5 separate regions of the Mus musculus genome follow, and regions 2, 3, 4 and 5 are each linked to region 1. Evidence: chromatin contacts called from public promoter capture Hi-C data. All regions are on one chromosome and are shown on one strand. The core of a region is the stretch at or near the end of the contact, and the rest is flanking DNA. Distances in the headings are between cores, read along the strand shown.

Region 1 (2,663 bases), core at 121-2,620:
GCAGCTGTAAAGAAAAGTGATCACAAATAACAATAAATTCGATCTTCTTATAGATACAACCGAAATTTGTGGTGAACAAAAATAAATAAATAAATATAAAAATAAAAATAGGAAGTAAATTGCATCAATACAAAAAGTAACCAAAATAAATGTAGTGTGCAGAGCAGAAAAGCCAGTGCACCATTCATCCTGACAATTAAGGGCAGAGCCATCTTTTATTTTGTGAACAGCTGGGTACATTTTTATAGAATAGAAATTATGCTTTGTTTTCCTTATAGCAGATTTTAAGTACAAAATTACTTGTTGTCTGAGATCAAGTCTTTTTAATTATAGGATGTAAATCTGTTATGTCATTATCCCCATCATGTCTATAAGATTAGATCACATCTCATGAAATACTGAGGTCTCACCTTTAGGATATTAAGTTGAGCAGTATCAGCAGCCAATCTTCTTTGGGGTTGCGGTTGGGACAGGGATTCGAGGCAGAGCTTCTCTGTCTAACAGCCCCAGCAGTCCTGGAACTAGCTATGTAGACCAGGCTGGCTTCGACCTCAGACACCTGCTTGCCTCTGCCTCTGCCTCCCAAGTGCTGGGATTAAAGGTGTATGTCACCAGAAAGAAAGAAAGAGAGAGAGAGAGAGAGAGAGAGAGAGAGAGAGAGAGAGAGAGAGAAGAGTAAAGGTGTCTGTCACCATAAGCAAGCAAACAAACAAACACACTCATTTTTTAAAGGTAAAAGCTAGCCCACAGGCTGGGCTTTCCCCCCAGGTTTACACAGTCCTCCGCACTTGGGATAATCCCAAAAGCCACTGCAACTTGGATCAGGGTCGATTTCTGACCACTTGCAGATTCTCTGAACTCCCTGTCCAGGCTGGAGCTCCCCTCTGCCGACCCTGTGACCCCCAATTCTGACACCTACCATTGCTGAGCCTTCACCCCGACGCCCACCCCAACCTCCGCCCGCCCCGTAGGGCACTGGCGCCTTCATTCATTCTTTCCGCCAGCCGTGCAGGCGACCTCGGAGGAGCCTGGACTGCACGGTGTGCGTCCGTCCGTCCCGTCGCCGCGCCGACCTCCCCTCCGCCCGGGACTCACCGCAGGGCTGCTTCCCGCGCTCTCCTCGGCGGCCGCGAGCTGGGGCGTGAGCTGCAGGCTCGGCGCTCGAACCCCAGTGGCTCCCAAAGTCACCGGCCGGCCGGTCCGCCCGCCTCACCGCGTCCCCGGGCCTCCCGGCGGCCTCGGGCTCCCGCGGGCGTGCGCCCGGGTTTGGGTGTTCCCGCCACGGCCGCGAGGTGGCGCCCTGGAGACGCAAGGCCGAGCCCCTTGCGGGGGATTCCCGCGCCGCTCAGCAGTTCCGGGTCAGCGCCCGCAGTCACCGTGGAGGCCGCCTGAGGCCCGGGCGCTGAGGCGCGGGGGCCCGGAGAGCCGCGGGCGAGCGCGTCCCGTGAGGCGCCCGGAAGGGAAGGGAAGAAGCGTCCCCTCTCCCCGCGGGCCGTGGCGACTCCAGAAGGATCTGCTGACCCAGCAGTGTGGCCAGCTTGTCACTTAGCGCCCTCCAATCCGGGCTCAAGTAAGGGGACTCTGGTGACTTTTGTGGGGGAGTGGCTTTTTTTTTTCTTTTTTCTTTTCACTTTTTGTTTAGTTTTTAAGTTTCTAGTTAGTTTTCATTTTTTCCCCCTTTCGGCTGATTCTGTACTTTCATTTGGGACCAACATCCTTGACTGTTCACTTGTGTTGGCAACGTCGATTTCTCTTACCCCCCCCCCCAAGTGTGTCCCCTCACAGGACGGAATGCATTCATTCTTACAGTAGCAATAAGATAAAAATTAAGGCTCCTTTGTCCCCCAAGGGTTTAATGTTATTTATTTAAAAACAACAATTTGAAAATCAAGTACTGTTGTAAATGGAAAAATACCCACTCTTCAAAATATATGAGAAGGTAAGAGAAAGCGCATTTTCTGAGGACTGGCAATGGAGGAAGGAGAGGGCCTTCATTTTCCTTGGTCTTCCTCCAAGTGCTCAAGTGTTTCCTGAATGAGAAGACTCTAGGGGATCCGGGAGTCTAGAAGTCTTGTTAAGTGTGCACCCATCTCAACTTGACTAGCGGCCAAGGTAACCAGCCCACATAGAACCTACTCCAGGCCGTGTGATCACTTTCAGAGGGCACACATTGAATGCTCGCTGGACACTTCCAGGAACCCTGAGGGATAGATAACACAGATCTGATCAGACATGCATGCCTTGGCATAAACTTGCTGTCTGTTAAGGAAAATGGATTTTTTTTTTTAAAAGCAAGTTTAGAAGCTTTTTTTCTTGTTTTCATGTCCAAGGATGAGAGCTCAGGATTCATTCATGCAACAGCACTGGCAGTAACAAAACTTTCAAAATAGCTAAGTTGTTAGGGAAGTTGTGATAATGTATTTACATACCATTTCCTTCAGCATCTGGTCTGTCTGGGCTGCATTTCTTAACACTCTCTCCCCTTTCCCAGGCTACTACAGAGCCTCTCAATCCTGGTTGCACATGGGAACAAGTAGAACTTAATAGTAGAGTAGGTACCCCACACCCCGGCTGCAGATTGACTCAGAGTCTATGGGAGTCAGGCCTGGGCTTGTTTTGTTCTGCTTTTTTATTTTTATCTCGCAGATGATTCACATGCATAA
Region 2 (2,663 bases), core at 69-2,568, 930 kb before region 1:
GAGTTAAAAACAAAAACAAAACCAGAATCTACCCAAATGTCTGTTACCTGTACAATAGGTAAAGAAATTGCAGGGGATTTACCAAATTGAATTCACTCATACTTCTTCAACCTAACTGGGTAGAAATTTCCTTCCTAAAACAAAGAATAAAGGGAATTTTTAAAAATAACGGCACTAGAAATAAGATCTGGAAGGAAGAATCTGCCGGAGACATAGTCTCTGGGTAGCCAGAAAAACAAAGTCAGATCAACATTCTGTCAGTTTTGTTCTTTCCCAAGTAGAGTCAGCGCCGGCCTTCAAACTGGAACAAACACTAAAGCCGGAAAAGCATGAAAGAGTGTGCGAGGTATTGATGTGGCATAGATGCATGTTAAGGTTGCAAGACACAGTGAATTGGTGGAGACTGAGATATCCACAAATTAGTTGAACAGAATGTGTTAAATATTAGCGTAACTGGGGAGAGGAAAACCCGGAGGAAGACGTGACAATGCTCGGGAAGGTGACGCTTAAACTGGTATATGAAGGACGTTTTGTCAGGCATTTAAGTACAACCATAGCACCCCCAAAAGTCTATCGTCAAAGCATAAACTCGAACTGTGTGGGCACTGGGCTGCTGTGTAAGATGGAATGATAGAATGAGGTCGGGAAGTCAGGCCGGGGAGGAGAGAGGCACAGGATCTTTGGCAAGAGTCTTGTAAATCTGAAGATATAGAGATACTAGGTTCTAACTTGGGCTTCATCACGGACTAGCTGCGTGTCTTAGGCACCGATTCATCAGCCGCTGTCATCATTTGTAACACATGCACCATCCATCATCTTTTCTTATACAGTTGATGGAAGGGTTAAACAGACGACCGGACGAAGATTGATCAGTTAGCACAGTCCTATTCGTAATAATAGCAAATTGGGACTGTATAGTCATTTTAACGATGATCGGGTCCCAAACACTCAGGCGTTGCCCAGCTTTTCCCCCAGGGCGGACCGCGCCCACTCCACGGTGGTCGCCAGTCCTTCCCGGGAGTGCAGACGCCCGCTGCTGCTTACCCGGGCTCGGGTCCCGTTCCTCGTCCTCAACTGTCGCGTGCTCCTTGAAGCCTGGCGGCAGTGCCGGCCCGATCAGGTCCCTAGCCATTCGCTGCGACGCACAGTCGCTCAAAGCCCAAGCCAACCTGCACACGCAGTTTAGCTAAACCCAGGCTGGACGGTGTAGACCAGGATTTGCTGCAAGGCCCGAAGGTTTTTCCGGCTTTGTCTGATGACGTAAGCCCGCGATGGGCTCATTGGCCAGATTACTGTAACGGAAGTGACGCTTAATGATAGTTCCACAGTTGCACTTTGGGCTCGCTGCTTGCTAGGTGGCATGGCTGAACCGGCACCCGCCGTGTGGCCTTCGGCCCCGGATCTGACTCCCGCGCCCGGGACTCCGAGCGAAGCTGCGCCGCCGCGGGACAACTGGGTGTACTGGGCCATGCTGCCGCCGCCACCACCTCCTCTGTCGTCCCCAGTGGCGGGCTCGGAGCAGAGCCGGAAGGGACAGCCTCACGTGCTGCCCCAGCCTCCCTCCGGAGCGCTTCCACCGTTCGATGCTCAGATTCTTCCCGCGGCGCAGCCTCCTTTCGATGCCCAGGCTCCGCCCGATGCTCAATCTCAGTTCAGCGGCCAGCAGGCCTGGAATTTGCAAGCCTCCACGCCTTGGTACTGGGGATTGTCTCCTAATGGTTTTTCCACGTACCACACGTCTTACCAATCTCCGGGTAAGCTGCAGTTCCTAGTGGCCCTACTTTACTTTCTCTTTCTTTCCTCTCCCAGCTTTCTCTTTTTATCTCTCAGCTTTGCGCTGTAGTTTTGGAGGCTGGTAATGAGTATTCAAAATGTGTCTCACTAGGTTTCCTGCCACCTGCTCATCCAAAATTTTATTAATTTAACCCAACTATAAAACTGGGGACTACTTGCATAGCAGTAAACAAAACATACAAAAATCCATACCTTTTGAGAGCTTCCTATCCCCTCAGTGTAGGAAGACGCGATACAGGAGATAAAACTAGGTATTAGGAAGTAATGATTGTATGTATGCATTAGAAAAGGATTGATTGGGGGGGAGGTGGAGAAATGGGTTGGCGATGAGACTCTATTGCTCTTGCAGAGGACCAAAGCTCGGTTCTCAACATCCACACTGGGCTCTCAACTGCCTGTAACTCCAGCCTCAGAGGAGCCGATAGCTTTCTTCTGGCCTCCAAGAGTACCTGCACTCCATGCTACCTACACAGTTTTTGTTTTTAATCTAAGAAAAAAATGATCAATAAACAATTGTACCTTTGCAATCTTAAATGAAACCCTCTTTTCTTTTTTAGTTACACATTCTTATTTTCCACGATCACATGATGCAAAATTCAATTTGCCTCAAAACAGAAAACAGAAAACGAAGGTAATTCCAAGATGATAAATGTGGCCTTTTGAACTTGAATGTTACTGCTCTATATATTAAGTTGTAACTGTCAGTGTTTCACATCTGTGGTGGACATGGAGAGCTTTACTTGGGTAGTATGTTTAAGGAACTTAATTATAAGTAAAATGTTGAAACAAAATAGTATTGAAAAATAAATGATGAAATTATAGGAAAAGAAAGAACATTAAAACCGTCTTGGTGCCAGGCGGTGGTGGCT
Region 3 (2,663 bases), core at 79-2,578, 620 kb before region 1:
CACCCCAGCCTCTCCACGCGACCCGGATTCGCTCGCTCGCGCGCCCGAGTGCCCCACCCCCCACCGCCCTCCGGCGTCGGCGACTCCGCCGGCCTTCGGTAATTTCCGTGGGAGACGGAGCCGAGAGCTCGGCGCGGACCGAAGACAGGCCACCTCCCCTGGTCAGACCCGGCTTTATGTCTGCAGCGCCGGCGCGCACGCGCAGACGCCATCTTCCCTCCTCTCCTCCACGACCCCTCCCCCCTGCCACCTCCTCCTCCTCCTTCTCCTCGGTCAGAGCTCGACCCTCCTCCTCTCGCGCTGGGGCGCTGGTCCCTCCTCTCTTGATGCCGCGAGAGACCAGGGGATACGGAGCAGCCCGAGAAGAGCACTAGTAACAACCATCACAGCCCCCTCCTCGCCCGACGCCCTCCCACTCCCCCGCCCCGCGCCGCCACCGACCAACCCCACCTCTCATTTCTTTGAACGGCGTCGGCTGCAGCCGCTGCACCAGCCCCGTCTGGCCGCCACCGCCGCGAAAAGGAGCCACCGCCGCCCGCGGCCCCCTCCCTCCCTCTCTCCCTCCCTCCCGGTCGCGGGAGCAGCTCGGTGCCGAACCAGCCGGCGGGCCGAGAAGAGGACGCGAGCTCGCCCCTCCGCTCCCGCGCACGTCCCGCCGCCCGCCGGAGCAGCCCGGGCGCCGGCGCCCTTCCTCTCCGAGGACGTGTGGCGAGCCGAGCGCCTGCCCCGAGGGAGGAAAATGCTCGGGCTCCATGGCTGCCAGTGATGGAGCGGTCCCTGGGCTCCCGCTGCTGCTGCCGCCACCGCCGCCGCCGCCGCGCCCCGGCCGCGCTCCGCGAGGATCCGGCGTCTCTGCGCGCCCGCCCGCGCCTCGTTGCTGGGCTCACCGTACCGGGCGCCCCGCCACCGCCCCGCTCGCAGCCGCGCCGCCCGGGCCCCAGCCGCGGCCAGCCTTTCCTCCCGGAGCAGCCGTCGCGAGCCCAGGGGGTTTGAGAGGGGCCGCGGGCCGTGGGGGGAGGCCCGAGCGGGGCCGGCCGCGCCGGCAGGGGAGGTTGGAGCGACGCTGAGCTCAGGGCTCGCCGGCGGCCGCGGCGCCGGGGGTGGCGAGGGCCGGGGCGACCGCTCGCTCCGCGCTGCCTCGGTGCAGGACGAGCGGAGGGGCTTTTGCAGCGGCCGTCGCCGCGGGAGGAGGGGGTTGAGCTGGCTCCGGAGTTGGCCAAAGAAGGTGGGCATTTCTCGCTTCTCCTCGCCTCCCCCGCCCCCTCCTGGGCTCCCCTCCCTCCCGCCCCGCACCCCACGTGAAGCGGAATATAAAGGGGGGTGTGTGACTGGAGGGGGAAGTGAATGGCGAAGGACTGAAGGGGTCCCCCTTCGGTTCCCCAGCCACCTGGTTCACCCGGTTCATCCTCCCTTCCCGAAGTTAGCCCTCGAAGGCACGAGCAGCCGGCGCCTTCGGCAGAGGAGGAGGAGGAGGAGGGATCGCGTCGGGCGGAGCTTCAGGTCCTGTTCGTCTCTCCGGCTTCTCCATACAAAGATTACGGTGCAGAAGGAAATTGCACTTGCCTCCTCCGCCCCCCGGTACCCAGCACAATGCACCAGCCGCCGGAGTCCACCGCCGCGGCGGCCGCTGCTGCAGACATTAGTGCTAGGAAGATGGCGCACCCGGCAATGTTCCCTCGAAGGGGCAGCGGTGGTGGCAGCGCCTCTGCTCTCAATGCAGCAGGTACGGGCGTCAGTGGTGCTGCTCCATCTTCTGAAGATTTTCCTCCTCCTTCGCTGCTCCAGCCGCCGCCTCCTGCTGCATCTTCCACGCAGGGACCCCAGCCTCCGCCTCCACAAAGCCTGAACCTCCTCTCGCAGGCTCAGCTGCAGGGACAGCCTCTTGCGCCAGGCGGAACTCAGATGAAAAAGAAAAGTGGCTTCCAGATAACTAGCGTTACTCCGGCTCAGATCTCTGCCAGCATCAGCTCCAACAACAGCATCGCGGAGGACACCGAGAGCTACGACGATCTGGATGAGTCGCACACGGAAGATCTCTCCTCTTCCGAGATCCTCGACGTCTCCCTTTCCAGGGCCACTGACTTAGGTGAGCCTGAACGAAGCTCCTCAGAGGAGACTCTGAATAACTTCCAGGAAGCTGAGACACCTGGGGCAGTCTCTCCTAACCAGCCCCACCTTCCTCAGCCTCATTTGCCTCACCTTCCACAACAGAACGTTGTGATCAATGGGAATGCCCATCCCCACCACCTCCATCATCACCATCACCCTCATCATGGGCACCACCTTCACCATGGGCACCATCATTCATCACATGCTGCTGTGGCCGGTCCATCCATTCCCGGAGGGCCACCCTCGAGCCCAGTGTCCAGGAAACTCTCTACAACTGGAAGTTCTGATGGTGGTGTGCCAGTCGCACCTCCTCCTGCAGTACCATCGAGTGGCTTACCAGCATCAGTGATGACGAACATCCGTACTCCAAGTACTACAGGAAGCCTAGGTATAAATTCGGTTACTGGCACGAGCGCTACGAATAATGTTAACATTGCTGCTGTGGGTAGTTTCAGTCCCAGTGTGACGAACAGCGTGCATGGTAATGCTAATATAAATACAAGCAATATCCCTAATGCTGCTAGCATAAGTGGTGGGCCTGGAGTTACCAGTGT
Region 4 (2,663 bases), core at 101-2,600, 610 kb after region 1:
TTTCTGTAATTCATTTACATTTGTGGGTATTGCCACACACACACACACCATAAAAAAGAACCTTAAATGGCCTTAGAAGTAGCGGATGATTTTTAGAATTGCCTTCAGCGTTAGCCAGAAGTTTCTGGTTTGTTTCCTCTTCTATTCCCTTGCCAGTACGCTCATGAGCATTGCTCTGTTTCTTACGTGTTTATGGAAAAACAAAAAACAACAGTACCGAGCAGAGGTCTTAAAAATGAGGAGCCTTAGGGTGACTTTGTCCTGGTATTTGTTTCTAAGTTTGACCCTACACTACACATGAGTCATAATTTAACAATATTAGACGTTTCATACAAGAGGAAATAACAGCTTGTAGCCATGGTAACACGATCACCTTTACCAAGCCATACGACAGCAATTAAGTTAGCCTCTTCTCTCTGCTGGGAGGCTAAGGAAGTTAGGGTCATTTTTTATGTTCATTTGTATCTTTAGGCATACAAACAAAGAATATAAACATTTTAAGCTCTGTTCATCTTCAGATCCCTACACTGAGCATGTCTTATTTAGGGTTTCTGTTGCTCTGAAGAGACACCATGACCAAGGCAACCCTCATAAAGACAAACCTTTAATTGGGGCTGCCTTACAGTTTCAGAGGTTTAGTCCATTACCATGATAGCAGGAAGCATGGCAGCCTACAGGCAGAGATGGTACCAGGAAGGACCTGAGAGTTCTGCATCTTCCAAGGCAACCAGGAAAGGCAGGCATCCTGGCATTGAGGAGGAGGAAGCTCTCTTGTGCAATGGGCAGAGCCTGAGCATAGGAGGGGACCTCGAAAGCCCACCCCCACAGCAACTTGCTTCCTCTAACAAGGCCACGCCTCCTAACAGTACCTCCTAACATACCCCCTGTGGGCCAAGCATACTCAAACCACCACAGAGTGGTTTTATTAGATCTAATAAAGTAAAATTTGTTCTTTAGATGTATTTAGTTCTATGAATTCTGACAAATGCTAAATTAAGTCACGTGAGACCACTATAGAAATCAATCTGTCAGTCATTTCCATGGCCACACCCTCAGCCCCCTGTTCATGCCACCCCGCTTCCTGGATCCACCGACCTGAAATCTACCCTCACAGCTTGCCATTTCTAGGACTTGCTGTCTGCAGCCTGTTTAGGCTTGCTGCCTTTGCTTAGCATGCATTGAAGGTCCCTCTGTGTTGCCACTGTGTGCTCTGTTCCCTTTCCAGTCTATCGAGTAGAATTCAATTGTAAGGAAAAGCTGCAGATCGTTTCTCTAGCCACTAGCTCACAGACGTCTAATGTTGTTTGCACTTTGGGGGTAAACATGCACAAATTTGTTATGAATATTCATTTGCAGGCCTTCTGTGTAGATGTATCTCTTCATCTGCACATGGAGAGCTGCCTATGACTGAGACGCACAGAAAGCATCCTTCTGAAAACACAGCCACTGTGTTTTCCAAAGGACCTTGAGCCTGATGAATTCCTGCAAGACTGCAGGAGTATTCCACGTGTCCCATGTCGTGGTCTGTCAGGGAAAGTCAGTTTAACCAGTCACTGTTAGCCACTGTCGTAAATGGAGGGTCTGTCTGGTTACGGCTCATCCATACTTAAACTTAAATAGTACTTTTATTTTCATTCATAAGCATTGCCCAAAATACCATATTCTTAAACATAATCTTTAAAAATTAGATGTTTATCATTTCTATTTAACAATTTTGTATGATTTGTATCCCCCAAAGAGTTTAACTGTGGCGATCTGTCTGATCCCGAGTTTAGAACTAATCAAACCTGGCAGGACGACCAGTGGATATAGAACTAGTTCCTATGCCTCCCCCTACGCCCAGAATCTGTCCACTGCCAATCGATCAGCATAACTGGTAGAGCCCCATGCACCCCCCTCTCCATCTATAACCAACTGCTGTGTGGGCAGACTGATGCGGGCACAATTGCTCTGCGCTCGTGATTGCAAGGCCTCTGTCAAGCTTGGGACACGGAATTACACAGCCCTCTTCCCTGCCTTCTGATGCCTGTATTATTTTTCTGTTACTTCTTCTGCAGTGTTCCCTGAGTTCTAATGGGGGTTCTCTAAATGTCTTACGTATATCTGAGCCCTCAGCTGTCCTTTAGTCTCAGCATCTGTGTAACCACGAGTCTATATTAACCAGTTTGTTATATGGTGAAACTTCTCTGACTGTAGCCTCTGTCTGTGGATATAAATATATTGAGAAGGTGTTTTGATGCTGAGTCAATTCAGCTAACCAGAAGTTTTAGGTTCACTCCTAGGAGCTAAGACCTCTTGTGACAAATTCTAGACTGGGTTTGTAGTATTAGACATAAATCACTTTTTATGGAGTGGGTGGGCCTCAAATCCAATCAGGGAGTTATTGGTTACTCCTCAAAGAGTTTTGCCATCATCGTACCAATGGTTACATCGTGCCTGGCCTGGCAGGTGGGTATTATAACTCATAGAATTGTCACATGGGTAATTGTCACACTACCTCACAACCAGCAGCCGCCTGCGCAGCACCACCTGGCACAATAAACATCAACCGGCAGGGAACAAGCTCAGCTTCACCATGATTTCTCTGTATCTTGCATCCAGGTTGTGCAGTGTCTTCGGCACAAGGGTCCCATCAACTTTGAACTGTGTTTTCTGACAGCAAG
Region 5 (2,663 bases), core at 116-2,615, 540 kb after region 1:
AGCCCAAGAGAAAGAAGTTGTTGTTGCAGTCAAGAAAGATGAGAAAGGAGCCAGAGAGCAGATATCAGACATGGAGGCGCAGGGTTTAGAGTTTGCCCAGCTGGTTTTTGGTCTTGCCAATAGATAAAATTTCCAGTATTGTCCTGTATTTCCTCACTAGGACATTTTAGACTGGTAGTATATACCCTATGAGGTTGAAAGTATATGATCTGTTTTATTATTTCAAGTTTAGAGGGGATTGCAGTTTAGAAAATATGTGAATCACAGAGGAAACTTTGAACTTTGGACGTTTAATGTTGTTGAGACTGGTATAAACTATGGGGATTTTTTTTTTTTAAAGATTTATTTATTTATTATATGTAAGTACACTGTAGCTGTCCAGAAGAGGGAGTCAGATCTTGTTACAGATGGTTGTAAGCCACCATGTGGTTGCTGGGATTTGAACTCCGGACCTTCGGGAGAACAGTAGGGTGCTCTTACCCACTGAGCCATCTCACCAGCCCAGCTATGGGGATTTTTAAAGTTGCACTAAATGTATTCTGCATTATGCTATGGCTAGATATGGCCACCATAGACTCATAGGTTTGAGCAAGCCTATGGGGCCAGGGAGTGGAATGTGGTGTTTTGAATATGCTTGGACCAGGGAGTGGCACTATTAGGAGGTGTAGTCTTGTTGGAGTAGGTATGGACTTGTTGGAGGAAGTGTGTCACTCTTGAAGTGGGCTTTGAGACCCTCCTCCTGTTTCCCTGGAAAACAGTCTCTCCTGGTTGCCTTCAAATCAAGATGCAGAACTCTTAGCTTGTTCTCCAGCAACATACCTGCCTGGACGCTGCCATGTTTCCCACCTTGATGATAAAGTACTGAACCTCTGAACTTGTAAACCAGCCCTAATTAGATGTCCTTTATAAAGAGTTGCCTTAGTTATGGTGTCTCTTCATAGCAATGGAAACCCTAAGACACAGATATTCTTATAAATGTTTTCTTTAGAAAGAAAGAAGGGAAGAAAGAAAGAAGGAAGGAGAGAAAGAAAGACTGACTAATCCTTTCCTCCTTTCCCACTCATACACTGAATCTCAGATCCTTTGAGGTCCTGCATAATTTAAGTGTTAATTCCTTTCTAAGCCCCTCCAAGCCTCTGCACTCACCATGCAGATCTCATTAAACCTCATAGTCTCTTCCTCTTGATGCCTCAGAAATGGCAAAGTAACTCCTGTTACATACTAAACATTCTGCTCTGGAATACACTGTCTTTTGTCTCCATTTCTGAGTATTTTATCTATTTGGCCTCGAGATAGAAAGCAGATAGACGTCTGTTCTGTTCAAACTGAAGGCAAGCGCCAGCACCAGGCTCCCATCTCATTTGTGGGAAACATCTGTTTATTATAATACATGGAGCTAGAGTTTCAGGGCTTGCAGTCCTGAGAGCCTCCAGCCTTAAATCATCCCCAGTTGGCAAACAATAGTGAGGGCCAGGCCAGGAGAGAAACAGATAAACAGAGGAAGCCTGCTTAAGGGATGAGATTAAACAAAGAGCACAGGCAGGCCAGCACCCCTCCCCCTCCCTCCTCTCCCTCCCTATTGGCTAGTGCACTCACCTGTGGAAGCAGTGATTTCAGTGACTGACATTGAGACCCTTTCTGCCCTGTCTCTTCTTGATGATTGTCATCTACAGCAGAAGTGTGTGTGTGTGTGTGTGTGTGTGTGTGTGTGTGTGTGTTTTACAGGTACATTTTTAGACCTACTCTCCTGTATTCAATGACCAAAGGCTAAGGCTCTACCTTGCACAGGCAGCCAAACTTAGTAAAGTTTTCCCAGTGGTCCTCGTTTTGAAGGTGTGAAGGGGCTCATGAAGAAGAGCTGAGGCACCTAGAGAAGCCAGAAGAGACCCTTAGTGAATGTGCAGCATCCATCAAAATAGGAGCAAGCCATTAAGCAGAGACCTCCAGATCTCTGCATTGGTTCCTGCCTCCAGATTCCTGCTTTGAGTTCTTGCCTGATTTCCCTCTCTTGTGCACTAGAAGCTGTAAGATAAAATAAACCGTTTTCTCCCCACGTTGCTTTTGATCATGGTGTTTAATAACAGCAATAGAAAAGTAACTAATAATAGCAATGAATCACGTTGGGTCATTTTAAGAGAGAACATCGAAATCATCATATTTATACACTTTTAAATATGGAACCAGGCCCAGTCCTCTTCCCAACTCTGTCGTTTGTCTGTTTTATGATGTAGGATATTCTACTTAAGTGATTTAAAAGTCGATTTCTCTGTCTATCTATGAGATGTCATGACACAATGATATCTTATGAGGAATTTATGGATAACCATTTTGGGTTCTCGTCCTGTCTGATCTAAACGTCTGTGTCTTTTCAGTATCACTGTTCTGAGTCCTGGTGTCACAGTTTTCTGGAGTCCTGGAATGCTCTTGTTGTTCCAAGGAACAAGAGTCAAACCAGCCGTGTCACAGTTTAGGAAACTGAGAGCCAGGGTCACAAAGGAACTTCCTAGAATGCATGCCTGACAGCTTTCTAAGAAAGTGTTTACTTAGCTTTTGCTCTCAGGCCTGGCTTTACAAACAGTCCATATGGCCAGGCTAGGACACTGGGATATAGACCAGAGTCACAGGGCTTAGGCTGTTCTGCTCACAAAGAAATGGACATGCCT

What was found. Promoter capture Hi-C pulls out the DNA fragments that hold promoters and counts their contacts. Capture Hi-C pulls out chosen DNA fragments and counts their contacts.
Region 2: a promoter capture Hi-C map of liver shows a contact between it and region 1, with 10 times the contacts expected there. The contact joins the promoter of Nufip1 here to the promoter of Ccdc122 in region 1. A contact is called at or near these places in 7 of 39 promoter capture datasets (3T3-L1-derived adipocytes, the C10 cell line, the SN4741 cell line and 4 more), 4 of 484 Hi-C or Micro-C datasets (B cells, bone marrow-derived macrophages, microglia and 1 more), 21 of 115 datasets of contacts at active chromatin or transcription factors (bone marrow-derived macrophages, cardiomyocytes, craniofacial prominence and 16 more) and 3 of 9 other capture datasets (adipose tissue, liver and pancreatic islet).
Region 3: a promoter capture Hi-C map of liver shows a contact between it and region 1, with 7 times the contacts expected there. The contact joins the promoter of Tsc22d1 here to the promoter of Ccdc122 in region 1. A contact is called at or near these places in 2 of 39 promoter capture datasets (liver and pre-B cells), 1 of 484 Hi-C or Micro-C datasets (uterus), 14 of 115 datasets of contacts at active chromatin or transcription factors (bone marrow-derived dendritic cells, bone marrow-derived macrophages, cardiomyocytes and 10 more) and 5 of 9 other capture datasets (adipose tissue, embryonic stem cells, liver and 2 more).
Region 4: a promoter capture Hi-C map of hippocampal neurons shows a contact between it and region 1, with 4 times the contacts expected there. The contact joins the enhancer-like site here to the promoter of Ccdc122 in region 1. A contact is called at or near these places in 7 of 39 promoter capture datasets (the 3T3-L1 cell line, the C10 cell line, the HPC-7 cell line and 3 more), 1 of 115 datasets of contacts at active chromatin or transcription factors (embryonic stem cells) and 1 of 9 other capture datasets (embryonic stem cells).
Region 5: a promoter capture Hi-C map of hippocampal neurons shows a contact between it and region 1, with 2.3 times the contacts expected there. The contact joins the enhancer-like site here to the promoter of Ccdc122 in region 1. A contact is called at or near these places in 3 of 39 promoter capture datasets (the 3T3-L1 cell line, hippocampal neurons and stem cell-derived epiblast-like cells), 4 of 115 datasets of contacts at active chromatin or transcription factors (bone marrow-derived dendritic cells and embryonic stem cells) and 1 of 9 other capture datasets (embryonic stem cells).

Annotation. Positions count from the first base shown.
Region 1 is chr14:77,035,402-77,038,064 of GRCm38.p6, forward strand. Ccdc122 (coiled-coil domain containing 122) reads left to right here and starts at 1,371. Exons shown (of 6, transcript NM_175369.4): 1 at 1,371-1,570. It overlaps Lacc1 (laccase domain containing 1), which reads right to left and starts at 1,216. Exons shown (of 8, transcript NM_172488.2): 1 at 1,096-1,216; 2 at 411-589; 3 at 1-4.
Region 2 is chr14:76,109,573-76,112,235 of GRCm38.p6, forward strand. It overlaps Nufip1 (nuclear fragile X mental retardation protein interacting protein 1), which reads left to right and starts at 1,319. Exons shown (of 10, transcript NM_013745.5): 1 at 1,319-1,754; 2 at 2,352-2,425. The coding sequence starts at 1,361. Gpalpp1 (GPALPP motifs containing 1) reads right to left here and starts at 1,243. Exons shown (of 8, transcript NM_026177.3): 1 at 1,045-1,243. The coding sequence starts at 1,132.
Region 3 is chr14:76,414,493-76,417,155 of GRCm38.p6, forward strand. Tsc22d1 (TSC22 domain family, member 1) reads left to right here and starts at 1,329. Exons shown (of 3, transcript NM_207652.3): 1 at 1,329-2,663. The coding sequence starts at 1,591.
Region 4 is chr14:77,641,316-77,643,978 of GRCm38.p6, forward strand. All of the region lies in intron 14 of Enox1 (ecto-NOX disulfide-thiol exchanger 1), which reads left to right. Among named protein-coding and RNA genes, the nearest start is that of Gm52115, 46 kb to the left of the region's middle. Within about 2 kb of position 1,351, at least 2 of the 459 cell types and tissues checked have an H3K27ac peak or open chromatin away from gene starts, as enhancers often do. A contact at or near this core is called in hippocampal neurons, where this site is marked.
Region 5 is chr14:77,573,211-77,575,873 of GRCm38.p6, forward strand. All of the region lies in intron 7 of Enox1 (ecto-NOX disulfide-thiol exchanger 1), which reads left to right. Among named protein-coding and RNA genes, the nearest start is that of Gm52115, 22 kb to the right of the region's middle. Within about 2 kb of position 1,366, at least 20 of the 459 cell types and tissues checked have an H3K27ac peak or open chromatin away from gene starts, as enhancers often do. A contact at or near this core is called in hippocampal neurons, where this site is marked.